Linked DNA regions of Oryctolagus cuniculus: region 2 is linked to region 1. Evidence: chromatin contacts called from public Micro-C data. All regions are on one chromosome and are shown on one strand. The core of a region is the stretch at or near the end of the contact, and the rest is flanking DNA. Distances in the headings are between cores, read along the strand shown.

Region 1 (4,752 bases), core at 1,176-3,675:
ATCTCCAACATTTCTGTGAAACGTGTGTGGGAAACCACTAAATTCACTCAACAAACATCCATTGCTTATTTTCTATGTTCCAGGTGGTTGTGAGCTGAAAATACCCTTTCCTAACTTGTTGAATATTCCTTCTAAAAATCTCTAAAAAGTTTCTTGTCTTGCTCAGTTGGCTAAAATATCATCGTTTTTGAACAACCGATGCCTGCCTTTTGTGGGACACACGTACCTTGCCTGGATTGTACGTACTATTGAGCTGGAAGGCAGCCAAGGCACTCAGAGCTGAGCTTATGTCTACTGGTGGGGGGGGGGCTTTCTCATTATAGATTTTTTTAAAGGTTTATTTATTTATTTGAAAGTGTTACAGAGAGAGTTAGACACACACACACACACACACACACAGGGGACAGAGAGGGAGAGAGAGAGAGAATTTTCCATCCGCTGGTTCACTCCCCAAATGGCTACAATGGCCGGAACTGGGCCAATCTGAAGCCAGGATCCAGGAGCTTCTTCCGGGTCTCCCACATGGGTGCAGGGACCCAAGCACTTGGGCCATCTTCTACTACTTTCCCAGGCCACAGCAGAGAGCTGGATTGGAAGTGGAGCAGCCGAGACTCGAACCGGCGCCCATATGGGATGCTGGTACTGCAGGCCTGGGCTTTAATCTGCTGCACCACAGTGCAGGCCCCTCATTGTAGATGCTTGATACCAAGACTGCTTCCTTCAGTGCTTACTTTGTACCCTTTAAAATTAATCTGCTGTGCACTGGCCATTCATTTTATGCTGCTGCGATTCTTTGAAAGCAGACTGGTCGGGTGGAAATAATAACTGATCTAATAACGCTGTTTTGGCAATTACCAGATGGCGCCTTGCCGATGAGCTGGTTCTCAAGGGTGTTTGGCTGAGGACTCCATCTTGGGGCCAGCACTGTGGCACAGCAGGTGAGGCTGTCACCTGCGGCACTGGCATCCCATATTGGAGTGCTGGTTCGAGTCCTGTTGCCATCCAGCTCCCTGCTGAAGCTTCTGGGAAGGCAGCAGATGATGGACCAAGCACTTGGGCCCCTGCACTTGGGAGAGCAGGATGGAGCTCCTGGCTCCTGGCTTCAGCCTGGGCTAGCTCTGAACCAGTAAATACACCTCTCTTTCCTCTCTCTCTCTCTCTGCCTTTCAAACAAGCGAACAAGTAAGATTACATCCCAGAGAGCAAACGTAACCCTGAGTTACGGAAACACTGGAGATGCCATTGTTGTCACCTTTCGCTGTAGTCCCCCCCTACTTTCCTGTTTATTATCAGGGTTCTAAGGGAATATGTTCTAATAAAGAAACCCAGTGACCAACACGAACGGCACGCTGGTGGCCCAAGGAGCTAGGCTTTGCTGAGGAAGGATCTTGGGTATGGAGGGAATGGGAGGCCCTGCCCTGGAGCTGCCTCTGACGCACTGCCGAAGCGCAGGCACTGGCAGCAGGAGGCCAGCACCTGTTCCACCTGCCCTGGCACCCGGAGCCCAGCACAGACCTCTTCTCTGGGGAGCAGGGCCGCTCAGTTCTAACGGTGTGGCGGGGATGACCCGAACGCTAGATCTGGGGTGAGCTGTGACCCCAGCCTGACCCTATCCCGTTGTGTGGGTGGGTTCAGGAAGGCGCACATGTGCTCTGGGCTAGGCCTTGAGGGCAGCTGTGGGTCTCTGCTCCCAGCGTGGCAGCACCCGGGTCCTGGGCCATGGGCCGGAGCAGCTGACCTGTGCCGCAGAAGCGCCGGTGGCATCGGGAGGTGGTCGCTGTAGGCCGTTGGACACCCGTGGAGGGCACCCCCCAGCTCCTGGTGGGCACCTCCCTACCGCGGTCAGGAGCCATGAGTCCCAGAGAGGAGGGGGCGTGGAGGTCAGCCTGGTCACTGGGGTTGGGGGTGGGGAGGAGACGCGGAGAGGAAGGGGCTGCCCCTGCCGCACCAGGGAGGCTGGGGCTCCCTGTGGGCCGCCCAAGGGCCCCGGTTCCCCCTCGACCCCCGCAGGTCGTTGGCTCTTGCTTGGGGTTTGCCTCTCCGGCAGTTGAGGTTGGGCCCGGGGCTTTCCCTTCCCGGTTTGATGTTTTAATTTCTCTTCTTCCAGAAGCCTCGCGGATGTCAACAGCGGGTCTGGGCCCCGGGCGACCTCCGTTGCTCTCTTCCGCCCGGAGGGTCTCCGAGCCGGGTGGGCCAAGGCCGCCTCAGGTCGCCCCGCCTGGCCAGGCGGGTCCCCAGCGATCCCGCCTCTTAGGCCCACCCGCCCCCAGAGCCGGGACCAATGGGAAGCTGCGGCTGGGATGTGGGCGGAGTCTCTCAAACCCCGCCCCCCAGGAAATCGGCCAATGCGGAGCAGGGCCAGGGCCGTGGGCGGAGCCCCAGTCCTCGCCGCGGCCCTCAGCCAATGGGTGGACGTGTGGGCGGTGCCGGCGGCTGGGTCTGGGAGGCCGCAAAGCGCGACGGAGCGCGGAACGCGGGGCGCTGAGCGCGGCGCGGGCGCTGGGCCGGCGGCTCCCAGGCGCAGCATGGCGGTGGAGGAAGAGGGGTTACGCGTCTTCCAGAGCGTGAGGATCAAGATCGGTGAGTGCCCGCGGCAGCCGCCCAGGGAGCCGACCCTGCGCAGCTTTCGGCCGGTGGGTCCGCCGCGGAGGCGCCCTCCTGACTGCGCGCTCCCGGAGAGCCGAGCGGCCAGTGCCGCGTCCCCCACCTCGCCGGGGCCGGGCGGGTTCCTCCACGCCGGGGCGGGGGTCGCCTGTCAGGGGGCGTGCCTGCCCGTGTGTGGAGTGTGTGCAGGGTGTGTGTCTCTGTGTGTGCACGTGCATGCGCGAGCATGGGCCTGGCTGGACAACTGCACTGCAGGGGTCAAATTCACTGGGTTGGGGTCTCGCGTCTCCCCTTGCCACTTGGCCCGGAAGCTTCCTTTCTGGGGGCTGTGGATGCGCCGCTCCATCTTTGCGTGGGCGGGCGGCTGGCTGCTGTGTGTGTGTGTGTGTGTGTGTGTGCGCGCGCGCGCGCGCGTGTGGTGATGTAGCCTCTGGCTGACAGCCTGGAGCTGGCCTGACAGCCACCTAAACCGCCAGCACCTCCCCCCTTCCATTGAGAGCCGACCGTGGGAGCTCACAGTCACAGGGCCTGCCATTCAGGACCAGCTTTTCTCTGGGCAGCAGGAGTGCGGAGGGAATGACCAGGGAACCCAGAGTGGGCTGGGAGGAGCATGCGGAGGGCCGGCTCTGGACTTCCTGCTTCTATCTGGAGAGGCTCCCGCCGTTGTTTTGCCTTGGGACAGTGATAGCTCCCCCAGCCCCCAAACCCGGTGGTCTCCTGGAGTGACATCGATGAGGGGTGGGATGGGGTTCTCAGGACCGACCCAGAGTGTCCCGTCCTGGTGCCTGGAGGTCCTTCTGCCCCACTGCCCTGTGCTCCACATCCTGATCTATTCCCATGGGGGGAAGGGCCGCCAGGAGCTGTGCCAGGCACCAGTGACATTCGATGCTGCCCGAGGGATTCCAGCCACACGAATCAGTGTGTTTCCTGTCTGCTTTATTTGGTGCACAGATCATCGCGGGGTCGCTGTTTTGATCCTTGGCCCAGGGCACTGCAGATAGGAAGTGGCGGCCTGTGAGCTGTGATGGGAGCAGGAAGGGACCTCTGCTCACAGGGGAGCTGATGGGCGTCTGAGCGCGTGGGCAGGGCAGAGGCCAGTCCTGGGTCAGTTCTTTTGCTCAGTGAGTGGGCCCAGTGGATTGTGGGGGCTGCTGTGTCTCCTCACCCTCGGGGAGCGGGAGCGGTTCTGGGGAGATGGTGACTGGGGAAGGCGCCTGCCCTTCAGCCTCAGCCTCAAGGAAGGATTCCCATGCAGAGTTCAACAGAAGATTCACTTCTTTCCAGAATGTCCAGGGCGCAGCTTTGCTGGCCTGCCGTGCTGTTTGTGGGAGAAGCTGCCTGATTGGGCTGCCTCCCCCTCCCCACTGTGCACACTTTGAAAAGCTGTGAAATCCCCACACAGTGGAAGCTTAACCCAGTGCCCAGCGACTGGGGTGTTGGTTGCCTCTTGTCCCATGTGGGCACTGGGTGTCACTTGGTCCTCTGGTGTCCCTTGCCCCTTGTGTCTGGGAGCAGCAGCTGTGAGCCCTGGCAGCAGTGCACATGCACCTGCCCCTCTCTCCCCCTGCGAGGCTGGCTACAGGAGGGGTGTCTGTGTCTCGCTAGGGGGCAGGGGTGCGTGGGGAGCACAGCTGTGCATGCAGAGGTGAGGCACATCCCCAAGTTTGAGGCAGAAATGGTTGGAGGTGTGTTGCTGAGAGGAGGCCTGGGCCGAGGACTCTGCTGGCAGGCTGGGTGGGCTGGGCTTAGCCTTGTTTGGCACTCCCACTGGCAGAAGTCCCCCCACCCTTGGGAAGACCCGTCAGTGAGCGGGGAGCTGGGGGCGCCCCAGCCGGCTGTGGTGTGCAGAGCTCGTCACCTTCCTTCCCCGTCCTCCGTCTGTGGCCACCCTGGACTCTGTCTTCTCGTCTGCCTGAAGCCTCTGGCGTTCCGCGGGGCTGCAGCTGGCCTCTTGCTGTGCGTTCACCTCGGGTGCGCGGGGTGCCCGTGCAGCCTGCGGTGACTGTCGGGGTGACCCCTGCAGGCTCCTCCCCCGTCCCAGCCTGGTTTTCCAGCAGGAGGTGGTGGTGACTTCTGCATCCGGGGAACTTGCTCAGCTCAGATAAACACCCCGGAAAGGACAGGGAGGAGAGCAGTCCCCGCAGTCAC
Region 2 (4,752 bases), core at 970-3,469, 43 kb after region 1:
AGCAGCATAGCTGGACCCTGAATGATCCTGTCAGATTTTAGCTTGTTTGTAAGGACCTGTTGTCCCTCTCCAGGTGTGTGTGTGTGTTTGTGTGTGTGTAGAGGCCAGTGCATGGGGTCCCTCTCCGGGGGTGGGGGGTGGGATGTGTGTGTGTGTGTGTGTGTAGAGGCAGTGCACGGGGTCCCTTTCTGGGGGGTGGGGGGTGGTGTGTGTGTGTGTGTGTGTAGAGGCCAGTGCAAGGGGATCCCTCTCTGGGGGATAGGGGGTGGTGTGTGTGTGTGTGTGTGTGTAGAGGCCAGTGCAAGGGGATCCCTCTCTGGGGCGTGGGGGGTAGTGTGTGTGTGTATGTAGAGGCCAGTGCACGGGGTACCTCTCTGGGGGGTGGGGGGTGGGGTGTGTGTGTACGTGTGTGTGTGTAGAGGCCAGTGCAAGGGGGTCCCTCTCTGGGGCTGTGGGGGTTGATGTGTGTGTGCGTGTGTGTATAGAGGCCAGTGCAGCACAGGGGTCCTTCTCTGGGGGTGGGGGGTAGTGTGTGTGTGTATGTAGAGGCCAGTGCAAAGGGGTCCCTCTCCGGGGGTGGGGGTAGTGTGTGTGTGTAGAGGCAGTGCACGGGGTCCCTTTCTGGGGGGTGGGGGGTGGTGTGTGTGTGTGTGTGTGTGTGTAGAGGCCAGTGCAAGGGGATCCCTCTCTGGGGGATAGGGGGTGGTGTGTGTGTGTGTGTGTGTGTGTGTAGAGGCCAGTGCAAGGGGATCCCTCTCTGGGGCGTGGGGGGTAGTGTGTGTGTGTATGTAGAGGCCAGTGCAAAGGGGTCCCTCTCTGGGGGGTAGGGGGTGGTGTGTGTGTGTGTGTATGTAGAGGCCAGTGCACGGGGTACCTCTCTGGGGGGTGGGGGGTGGTGTGTGTGTGTGTGTGTGTGTGTGTGTGTGTAGAGGCCAGTGCAAGGGGGTCCCTCTCTGGGGCTGTGGGGGTTGATGTGTGTGTGTGTGTGTGTAGAGGTCAGGGCAAAGGGGTCCCTCTCTGGGGGTGGGGTGTGTGTTTGAGTGTGCACTGAGAGGGGTCCCCTGGCCCCAGCATCTGGGTGCCATCTTGGCATCGGCCAGTCTGTACAGGTGGACATGGGCCATTGTACAGTGGGGACACTGAGTCTCGGCAGTGAGGCAACTTCCCACGGGGACTGGTGAGTCTTAGAGCTGGGCAAGGAAGCTTTCCTGGAGCCAGCTTGCTGCTGGCCTGGCCCTGCTGGTCCATGCTAACACTCCAGGTATCCAGTGCACACCTCCGGTGCCTCATGGGTAGAGCTGGGCAGTCCCCACATCCCTGCCTTATCTTTGGGCTGGAGCTGGCCAAGTCCAGGGCCAAACTGTGTCTTACCCTAGCCAGCCCACTTTTCTCACTGAGTCTTTGTGTTTGGTTTGAAAATTCAAATAAACAACCCCACCTAGCTTAAACCACACTGAGGTGTTGTGCACCCGGTCCTGCCAAAACCCAGGGGGAGGGGCAGACAGGAAATTGTGGCCTGAGCTTGGCTTTCCTTTTACCCCAGGAGAAGGTTAGCACTCCAGATGTGTAGGAGCAGTGCCGGTGGTGTTGACATGGTGCTGGCGTGGCACTGGCATGGAGCTGGGCCCTTGGTCTGACAGGGACCTGCGTGTGCGGCTTCCCGCCTCATCCTTCCTGGGTGGTTGATTTCTCCTGCACAGCTGCCCCTTCTCCCAGGACACTTGCTGGGGCACGGTCGGGGTGATGTGTGACAGTTCTGGGGGCTGGGCCCCCGGAGGGGGTTCCACAGTTTAAGAGAGCTGCTAAGGAGCCATGAAGGTTTCTCTCCTGTCCCTGCCTGGTGCTGGGAGGATGGCAGCAGGCTCACAGAGTCCGAGGTTTGCTCCGGCTCAGAACAGGCTGCAGGCTGTCCCAAGCAGGAGTGGCCAGTTATCCTTGGACACGGGCGGTGCAGGCCCCGACTCCCCCCCAGCCCACACCCTCCCCGTCGTACAGTGTTGTTCAGAGGAATTCCGACCCAGCTGTCAGAACTCAGGGCACACAACACATTCTGGAGCCGTGGGGAACTGTCCTGAAGGAGGCTGGCTCCTTTCAGAGAGCCGGTGCTCGGTGCTCGGCCGGGCACTGGGCCTCGTCTCACGCAGGCCAGGCCTCTCTGCTCTCAGCTTTCGGCTCCTCCCTCTACCAAGGCTGCCCCCACTGCTGGGAAGTGGACATTTTTGCTGGAGCCAGCCCTGCCTGTCTTCTCCAGGCTGGCCGTTGCTCGTCGTCACGAGACCAGCAGCGGGTGTGGCGGGGCCGGGGCAGCCACTGGCAGATGCAGGGAAGTGACTCCCGCCCGCCCTTGGCCGACTTCCCCTCGGCGCAGCCCCGCTCTGTTCTCTGCGAGAAGCTGCTGCCTCCTCCCTCGGGAAGGTTCACTTGAGTCTGTGGAGCTTCATCTGAGCGTCTTCAGTAACCACCGGCAAGGAGCGGCTCGGGAGAGGCCTGGTTCTCGGAGGCGGCTCGCTCTTCCTCTCTTTGCAGCGGGTTCTGGACCCCCGTAGCTGGGAGGGGCTGCCTGGCTGGGCATTAATCACGCTTCTGGCACGCTGACCGCAGCCTGGACAAGGCTGTGCCTGTGTGCAGACACCACGGGGCTGGCTGCTAACGGAAGGGGAAGTGCCCAGGGCTGTGTGTCCCCGAGTCCAGCAGAAGGAAGACATTGTCTGCACAGGCCGTGGGAGGCACGGCCCCACGCTCAGCCGGTTTCCTCTTCCTTTAAAAGAACTCAGGCAGGGACAGGCGCTCCTGCTGATGTGAGGAGGGCAGGCAGCTCTCCCTGCCCGACCCTAGGGTGTGGTCCACCCCACCACATGGCCCTGGACTCTGCTGCACATCCAGTGGTTACACCAGGGCCACTTCCTGCCAGTCCTCCTGGCCACCGGTCCTGCCGCGTTCTGCCTGAGAGCTGATGTGGCCAAGGCTCTGGATCTGTCCTGTCTCAGGCATTGTGTTCCAGGGAGCCCAATTCAGAATTGCTGGTCACACATCTTACATGCCACTGATGACAAAGCTGTTAACAAATATGTGGTGTTTTAGTTAAAAAAGGTGTTCTTTGTATGTTGTGAATTAGTGACATTAACAATTCGCAACACAAATTCAGAATTCCCAAGTGGATTAATATCCTGAGTATAAGAATATGAAAAGAGGGATGCTGTAGTAGAAAATAAGCCAAGGGCATTTCAAGAGAAGGTGAAATTCTAACAAGCTTATAAATTTACACTTGGGATGCCAGCATCCCACAGTGCAATGCCTGGGTTCAAGTCTCGGCTCTTCCCTATTCTAGCTCCCTGCTAATATTGACCCTGGGACACAGCGTGGTGGCTCAAGCAGCTGGGTCCCTGCTACCCGCATGGGAGACCCGAATGGAGTTCCCAGCCCAAGCTTCAGCTGGCCCAGTACTGGCTATTCTGGGCATTTAGGGAGGGAACCATGGTTGGAAGATCTCTCTCTGCCTTTGAAACAGGTAATAGTGATAAATAAAATTTGCACATTGATGTCGGATACCCAACCTCAGCAGGATTTCAAAAACTTTGAATTAAATAGTTTTTTTTTGCAATGAATTTTTCAAAGTTTAAAAGTTTTCACAAGACCGAGTGTGTATGGGGTGCCAGTAGGTCAGTAGTCAGAGCTTGGCTGAGGCCTTACATGGTGGGCTCTTCCCCCATAAGCAGCACCCCTGGGGGTCTCCTCTGGGAGTGGTCAGTCGGCTGCACCCACAAGGACGTTCGTTCCAGGGTGGTTTGTGCCTGTGGAAGGTGGGAGCGGCAGGGGTCTGTGTCGTTGGCGTGTTTTGATGTAGTCTGATGTGGGATGGACAAGCTGACTGAAGGCAGGGTGCGTTCTGCGATCCCACTTGCATTTTGAAAGACAGGTGTGCGTATCTACACGAACACCTGTTTCTTCTTGTACGTGGCTGCCATAGGAAAAGCAGGTGGGGGGGTGGGGGAGGGCGCGTGTCCTCTGCATTCCTTCCTGACTTCTCTGTGTGTCTGCGAGATGTTTTGGTTTTTAGACAGTAGCCTTGGCTGTGTAGCTGCTCTACCTTGTCATGTGCTGTGGCTTTACTGTGCTGCTCTCAGGGTGGGAATGTCACCTCCCCCTTACCCTTCCTGGCCTGCATCCCACGGGGGGTGCCGTGCTTTCTGTGGAACGTGCACACTGGGAGGGAACGGCTGGGTCTCATGGGCACCACGAGGAGTGCTGCTGTGTGCGGCACGGCCACAAGCTTCCACAGTGCTCCGGGCTGTGCCTCCCCCACCCCCTCATGGCCGCAGCTCCTCTTCCTCCTCCTCCTCACAGATGCGTGCATGGGCTTTGTCAGCCATCTCCATGGGTCTGATCTTGCCTTTACGACTGAAGCTTCCTCCTCGATAGATTTTTGTTCTTCAAAGCAAAAGCAGCCTCTTACTTTAAGTTAAAGTAAAAGGAAGCCTTCTCTCCAATGAACGTGTCCTTAAAAAGCAAACAAAGTTCAGGTTGTAAAGGAGAAGACACAGGCAAGTTACAGAAATTGGCACATGCATCTAATTATGAGCAAACTCATGGAACCAGATGTGTGGGGGCGGGCAGAGGACCAGGAATGGTGGGGGAAGGTAGGGCCTGAGTGATGCACCCTGGCCGGTGCCCCGTGTGCACTGACGCGTCCAGTCCCTGGATCCCTGCTTGTCACCTTCCCAGCACTGTTCACCAGGTGCCCGAGTGGGAGGC

The links. Hi-C and Micro-C count contacts between places; a contact is called where the count stands out from the background.
Region 2: a Micro-C map of ear pinna shows a contact between it and region 1, with 2.7 times the contacts expected there. The contact joins the enhancer-like site here to the promoter of RASA3 in region 1. A contact is called at or near these places in 2 of 6 Hi-C or Micro-C datasets (ear pinna and an unstated tissue).

What each region holds. Positions count from the first base shown.
Region 1 is chr9:180,830-185,581 of mOryCun1.1, forward strand. It overlaps RASA3 (RAS p21 protein activator 3), which reads left to right and starts at 2,426. Exons shown (of 24, transcript XM_070048523.1): 1 at 2,426-2,580.
Region 2 is chr9:223,857-228,608 of mOryCun1.1, forward strand. All of the region lies in intron 2 of RASA3 (RAS p21 protein activator 3), which reads left to right. Among named protein-coding and RNA genes, the nearest start is that of RASA3, 43 kb to the left of the region's middle. Within about 2 kb of position 2,220, at least 6 of the 8 cell types and tissues checked have an H3K27ac peak or open chromatin away from gene starts, as enhancers often do. A contact at or near this core is called in ear pinna, where this site is marked.